Regions from separate parts of the Hordeum vulgare genome. Here region 2 is linked to region 1. A link is a contact called in public Hi-C data. All regions are on one chromosome and are shown on one strand. The core of a region is the stretch at or near the end of the contact, and the rest is flanking DNA. Distances in the headings are between cores, read along the strand shown. Region 1 holds the start of LOC123442789 (protein BREAST CANCER SUSCEPTIBILITY 2 homolog A-like). Region 2 holds the start of LOC123441433.

What was found. A called contact is a pair of places that touch in the nucleus more often than the background predicts.
Region 2: a Hi-C map of seedling shows a contact between it and region 1, with 1.9 times the contacts expected there. The contact joins the promoter of LOC123441433 here to the promoter of LOC123442789 in region 1. A contact is called at or near these places in 2 of 6 Hi-C or Micro-C datasets (leaf and seedling).

Annotation. Positions count from the first base shown.
Region 1 is chr3H:31,285,676-31,288,636 of MorexV3_pseudomolecules_assembly, reverse strand. LOC123442789 (protein BREAST CANCER SUSCEPTIBILITY 2 homolog A-like) reads right to left here and starts at 1,499. Exons shown (of 16, transcript XM_045118923.1): 1 at 1,211-1,499; 2 at 1,040-1,096; 3 at 720-890; 4 at 553-618; 5 at 305-409. The coding sequence starts at 1,376.
Region 2 is chr3H:31,529,963-31,532,939 of MorexV3_pseudomolecules_assembly, reverse strand. LOC123441433 reads right to left here and starts at 1,581. Exons shown (of 24, transcript XM_045117871.1): 1 at 1,345-1,581; 2 at 1,225-1,259; 3 at 975-1,112; 4 at 792-860; 5 at 287-444; 6 at 1-51. The coding sequence starts at 1,486.

The DNA of each region.
Region 1 (2,961 bases), core at 250-2,749:
GTATGTTACTTCTATGGAGTAGAAATGTTCAACAAGCTAAGCACATCTAAATACATCTTCAGTTGTAAGTATAATAAATAGTCCACCAGCTGCGGAAAATTTGGCTAGTTTGATAAATATTCTACTCCCTCCGATCCATATTAATTGTCGCTGATTTATTATTAATTATGATATAATTTCTAACAGTACAAAGGATCAACAGATCCTAAATTACTCCGAGCCATATAAATGTTGCCATGAACAAAGTGATAACAAAGCACTTTCAGCATTTACATAGAAAGTAAACATGTGTTAAACTTCCTACCTTCTAAAATAACTCTTGCCTTTTGGATTGAGTCTCTGCCTGGCAAGACTGCTTTTCCTGATCCAGTTTGGAACAATGGGGGCATGGCAGTGTTATGCACTCCACCTAAATTTCATAAGATGGAAAACTGATAGTGATGCATAACCTCGAGAAAATAAAGTTCGTACAGCTATCAAACCTAGGCACTTTCTGGCTATCATTGCAACATTCAATCTTGTCTCTGCAGAGAAAAAGGAAGCAAGTCTTACCTCTAAATGGGGCGTCCATTCCTCTCAATCCGCCCTCTACATCAGGTACATCCCCAAATGGTTGCTCTGAAACACAAAATCTGGTCAGCCCAGCAGAGAACATACAGAAACGGACAACGGAACAATTCGACCGAAGCAAACGAAAAGTTGGGCACATAAGCTCTTACTTCTCTTAATGCCAGCCTTCTCCACCTCCTCCCCGACCAAAGCCCTGGCCCTCCTTATAGCCCTCTCGCTGAGAGACACTGGTCTCCCCGACCCAGTGCAGAACAGCTCACCTTTTCCTGCATCCCCGGTTGCTCCGGCCATCCCATCACCTTCGAGCAGCTTGCTCCGCGCTGCAGATTCCATCAGCAGCAACAGGCCAGTCACCAGTTAAAAAAAAGCATTTGCGTCCAAACGCCGAGACGGGGTATACACACATGAGGGCACACCGTGCTCGCACTGACAGGACCAAGTATGACGAGGTGAAGGGAGGAGGCGGTACCCTGGACGAGGAGGTCGGCCATGGACTCTACGCGGCAGCCGTCAGCAGCGTCCTGGCCTAGGGTTTCGGATCGGAGAAACGACGACGCGGGAGGGGGGCCAGTCAAGTCAGTATCCAGCACAATTTCTAGGAAGGAACAGACGCCGAGATGAGAGGACGATGGGGCCGTACCTTTGGCCGGCGCGTCCTCGAATGAAGCGGCGGCTATCCCCGCGGCGCGCCCCGGCGCAGGAAGAGGCGGGGCCGCGGCGGGCGGCGGCGGCGCGTCGGGGTCGGGGGCGGGGATCCAGACTTGGCTGCCGTCGGGCCGGCCCCAGACCTGCCACCTTCTCGGCATCGCGGCGGGGGTCTCTCCCGGAATCTCGGCGGGAATCTCTCGCTCAATCGCCGGCGGCGCGACGGGTCCGAAAAGAGAGAGCGAGAGAGATTTGGGACGAAACTCTCTTGGAAAGGGTGATGGCCAAGCGGCGCGCAGCGTGCTCGCTCCCGCTTTTTTTTCGTCGCGCCCGAGGAAGATGGGCCGGCCCTACCGTACCGTGGGCTTGCGGGCACACAGGGATGTCCAGCCTGGTCGGGTCAGAGCCTAGCCCGGGGTGCTCCTACACGGCGCTGCACGAGCCCGTTCCCTCTCCCGGTGCCTGCAGCGTCGGATCCTGGTCCGGCCCAACAAAAAGGTGGACGCCCGATCCCATACACCAGTCGTTGAATTTCTAGAAAGTAAAAATTGTCATGGTAAATTGGTTGATCCATTGGTCAACCTTTGCCTTTTGAATTATTATTTAAAAATCATGAAAATAAAAAATGTTCGTGCATCTAAAAACAATATCTTGAATTTGAAAATTAGTCCACAAAAATATGAAAAGTTCATCAAATCTTTCGAAACAAAGTTCACCAATTCGAAAAAATGATCATTAATTTCGAAAAAAGTTCACAAAACAGAAACAAGTTTATCGAATTTGCAAAATAGTAATCAAATTTGATAAAGAATCATTGAACTTTTAAAAAAATAATCAAATTTGAAAAACAAGTCATAAAGTTTGAAAAACGTTCATAGGATTTGGAACAAAAGTTCACCTAATCTGAAAAGAAATAACATTTTTTTCAAAAGTTCACCAAATTCGAAAACCAAAATAAAAAATCATGTACTTTTTCAAAAAGTTCGTTCAACTGGAAAAAATCACAAATATTTAAAAAGTTCATCAATTTTGAAAAAGTTCATCCCTTTCAAAAACAAATCATAAAAATTCAAAAAAGTTCATCAAAATTTGAAAAAAGATCATCGATATTCAAAAAAGTTCATAAATTTTTTAAAAAGCTTCATTTATTTGGAAAAAAGATTGTTAATTTGAAAAAATTCATAAAAAAGGATACAAAAATAAGAAATAGAGAAAAATTGAAGAAAAATCAGTCCTGAAAAAACCTAAATGAAAAAACCCATCTAGGAAGCTTCCAAAAGCTTCACAAAATCGGAAAAACCTCCCTCCCGCTAGAACTTACATAGGTCGGCAAATGACCGAACACTGCAGGCGTCGGTTAAGAAAAATGCACTTTAACCGGCGCCTGCAACGCCAAATAGGATTTATCCCTAGCCCGCATGCTGCCGGAACCGCCTATTTTCGCAAGGTGTGTCTGTCGCGAAGCTCTCTCGCTAGTCCAAGACCTACAGCTTCAGAATATTAGCATAGCTTATGATTCAAAGCAATTGGTTGAAGACTGTAAGCACGGCAGTCATGGAAGAACAGGACCAATCATCACACAGATAAGGACTAGAACTTCTACCTTTTTGTGTAATTTTATTTTCGAAGGTCGTGCGGCCATTGTTGACGCATATAGTTAAGCTAGATTTTCCCTTTCGCTGGCTCTAGATCGTCATGTTTGGTCTGGCCAACCACATGACCCAAATTGTGTCCCACAAAGTGTGG
Region 2 (2,977 bases), core at 332-2,831, 240 kb before region 1:
AACAAAGATGGAGCAAAAAGGAGCACGTTCATCTTAACTGAAACAGCTCCACTGCAGCAAAAGTGGTTGCAACTAAATGTGAGCAAAAAGTGTGTACTAATGGTATGGTATGTTAGTACTCGCTCAGTAAAGAAATATAAGAGCGTTTAGATTACTAAAGTGGTGATCTAAACGCCCTTATAGTGATCTAAACGCTCTTATATTTCTTTACAGAGGGAGTACTTTGTAAGAAACAAGCATGGATGAAACGATAAATCAATGTCATATTCACACAGTTTGTAATCACCTGAAAATAATTAGGCCGAGGTACCACTTGTGATAGACAATCAAGACCATGGCAGCATGGAGCAATGTCATAGCAACGCAATCGTTGAAAAGACGGAGCACAAAGATGGAGTGAACTCGCTTTGATAAGCAAAGCAAACCTAAAGCCCACCAAGGAAGCTGGTTGTCATGATCAAGAAACAGGGAGGCATCAGAAACAACTTTAGGTAAACAGCTCTATGAAGTGCTGCCCTTGGAAGCTTGGTCGCACAGATTTGTTACAGAAATTCTTACAGGTAAAAAAACAGTTGAACAGTTTGGGTGTCCATTGTAAAATTGTACTCCCTCCATTCGGAAATAAGTGACGCTGTTTTAGTTCAAATTTAAACCGATACAGCGTCATTTATTTCCGAACGGAGATAATTTACAGTTATCCTTGTTGAACTAAGCTTTAGACTGTTCTGAGTTCAGAACTGTGAAACTAACACGGAATTATGTGAAACACATCATCAATTTCACATTCATACCACTTCAGTCTTGACGTAGAGCAGCAGAACAAGGCTCAGGTTGACAAGGTACAAAACGCCGAACAGAATCTGCAGACACAACACAAAAGCGCATTGCCTAAGCACAGCTACCAGCATGACTGATACGGCAACACAAGCAAACAAGACGATGCTGACAAACAAATTTAGCACCGAAAAGGTGACCTGAGCAGCGAACACTTGGCCGGCGGTGAGGAACTTGATGGCGGAGTAGACGTAGAGGAAGCCGGCAGGGTAGACCAGCGGCCCGGTGTCGCCCTCGATCTTGGTGTAGTCCGTCTCCCCATCCCGAAAAGCATCCACCTTCCACGCGGAATCATCACCCGGAAGTCAGAACCTCTGGTTAGACCCGAATTCGAGATTCTCCGACCAAAAGAGGAGAAAAAAAACGAGCTTGGTGCTCGATCGCAGGTACCTGAGACATGTAGGCGTCCCAGTCGATCTTGGTATCTGCACACGGGAGCAACGACGCGGAGGTTAGCTGCGAGCAGGAGATGACTGGGAGGGAAATAGGGAGCGGGGGCAGGGCGCGGACAGGGGACGAAGGCGACGATGAGGGCGACGAGCGCGGCGTCGGCGAGCAGCAGGAAGGCGGCGAAGCGGAGCGGCCGCCTCCGGTCTGCTGGCTTCCCCGGCGTGCTCGCGGGGCGCTCCTTCGCCAGCCGCGCCCGCGCCATGCTTGCCGGCGGCGAGGCAAACGCGGCCGCAGATCCAGGAAGCGGCTCAGACGATTTTGGCCGGCCGGTGAGCAACTCGCCGGTTGGGTTGGTGGAGCTGTTGCGCGTTGTGGGCATTGGGCTTGTACGCTCTTACGGTTACGGGTTACGGTCTCCTCGGCCCATGGAGCGAGCCGAGGTGGGCTCGAACAGCAGCCGCCTGCAGAACTCGAACTGGCTCAGCCCAAAACCAGCTTCGTTAGTTTGTTTATTATTTTGTCCCAAAAAGATATTTATTTAAAGATATTTCTCAAAAAAAGAGAGTTATTTTCCCCTAAAAAATAAGTTACTTAGAATTATTGGAAATTAAAATATTCATGTATGTCAACAAAATATGTCCATATGTTTGGGAAAATAGTCTCATGATTTAAAAAGGTGATCGTGTTTGCACAAGAAATATTCGTGTGTTAGAAAAAGCTTGTGCATTTAAAGAAAATCATGTATTTTTAGGAGTTGATCACTGATAACTAGAGCAATAACATATGTTCATATACTTTAGGAAGAAATGTTCGCGCGTGTGTAAGACGTCTACAACGTATCTATATTTTTTTAATTGTTCCATTTTGCTATGTTATCATTCTTGAATGTTTTATAATCATTTTATTGAAATTATATTATTTTTTTAAAACTAACCTATTGACATAGTGCCTAGTGACACTTGCTGTTTTTTGCTTTTTTTCCTTCGCAAAAAATCCATATCAGATTAGGTCCAATTGCCACGAAACTTATAGAGATTTTTTTAGATCAGAAGAAAACTTGTGAATCAAGAATGAGCAACAGATGAGGCCTAGGGGGGCACTAGACATCAGGCCGCGCTACCCTAGCGTGGCCTCGTGTCTAGTGGGGCCCTCGGGAACCTTCTCCATCGCCTCTGAGCTCTATAAATATCTCAATATTCATCAAACCCTAGAGGAGTCGACGAAAAATCGTTTCAGTCGCCGCAAGTTCCGGAGACGCGAAATCTAATCTAGAGCTTTTTTCGGAGAGGAACACGATCACGGAGGGGTTCACCATCCTTATTGGTGCTCCTCCGATGATGCGTGAGTAGTTCATATCAGACCTACGGATCCGTAGGCAGTAGCTAGATGATTTTTTCTCTCGTTTTGTTTCTCAATACAATGGTTTCTTGGAGATCCATATGATGCAACTCTTTCTTTGTGGTGTGTTTGTTGGCATCCGATGAATTATGAGTTTATGATCAGATCTATGAAAACATATTCATGCTTGATTATTATAACCTCGTATTTCTTCTTTGATATTTGGTTTTTGTATGGCCAACTTGATCGTTTATCTTGTAATGGAAAGAGGTGCTTTGTGATGGGTTCGATCTTGCGGTGCTCAATCTGATTGACAGAAAGAGACATGACACGCATGTATCGTTGCTATCAAGGATAAAATGATGGGGCATGTTCCTACATGAATAGATCTTGTCTACATCATGTTATCATTCTT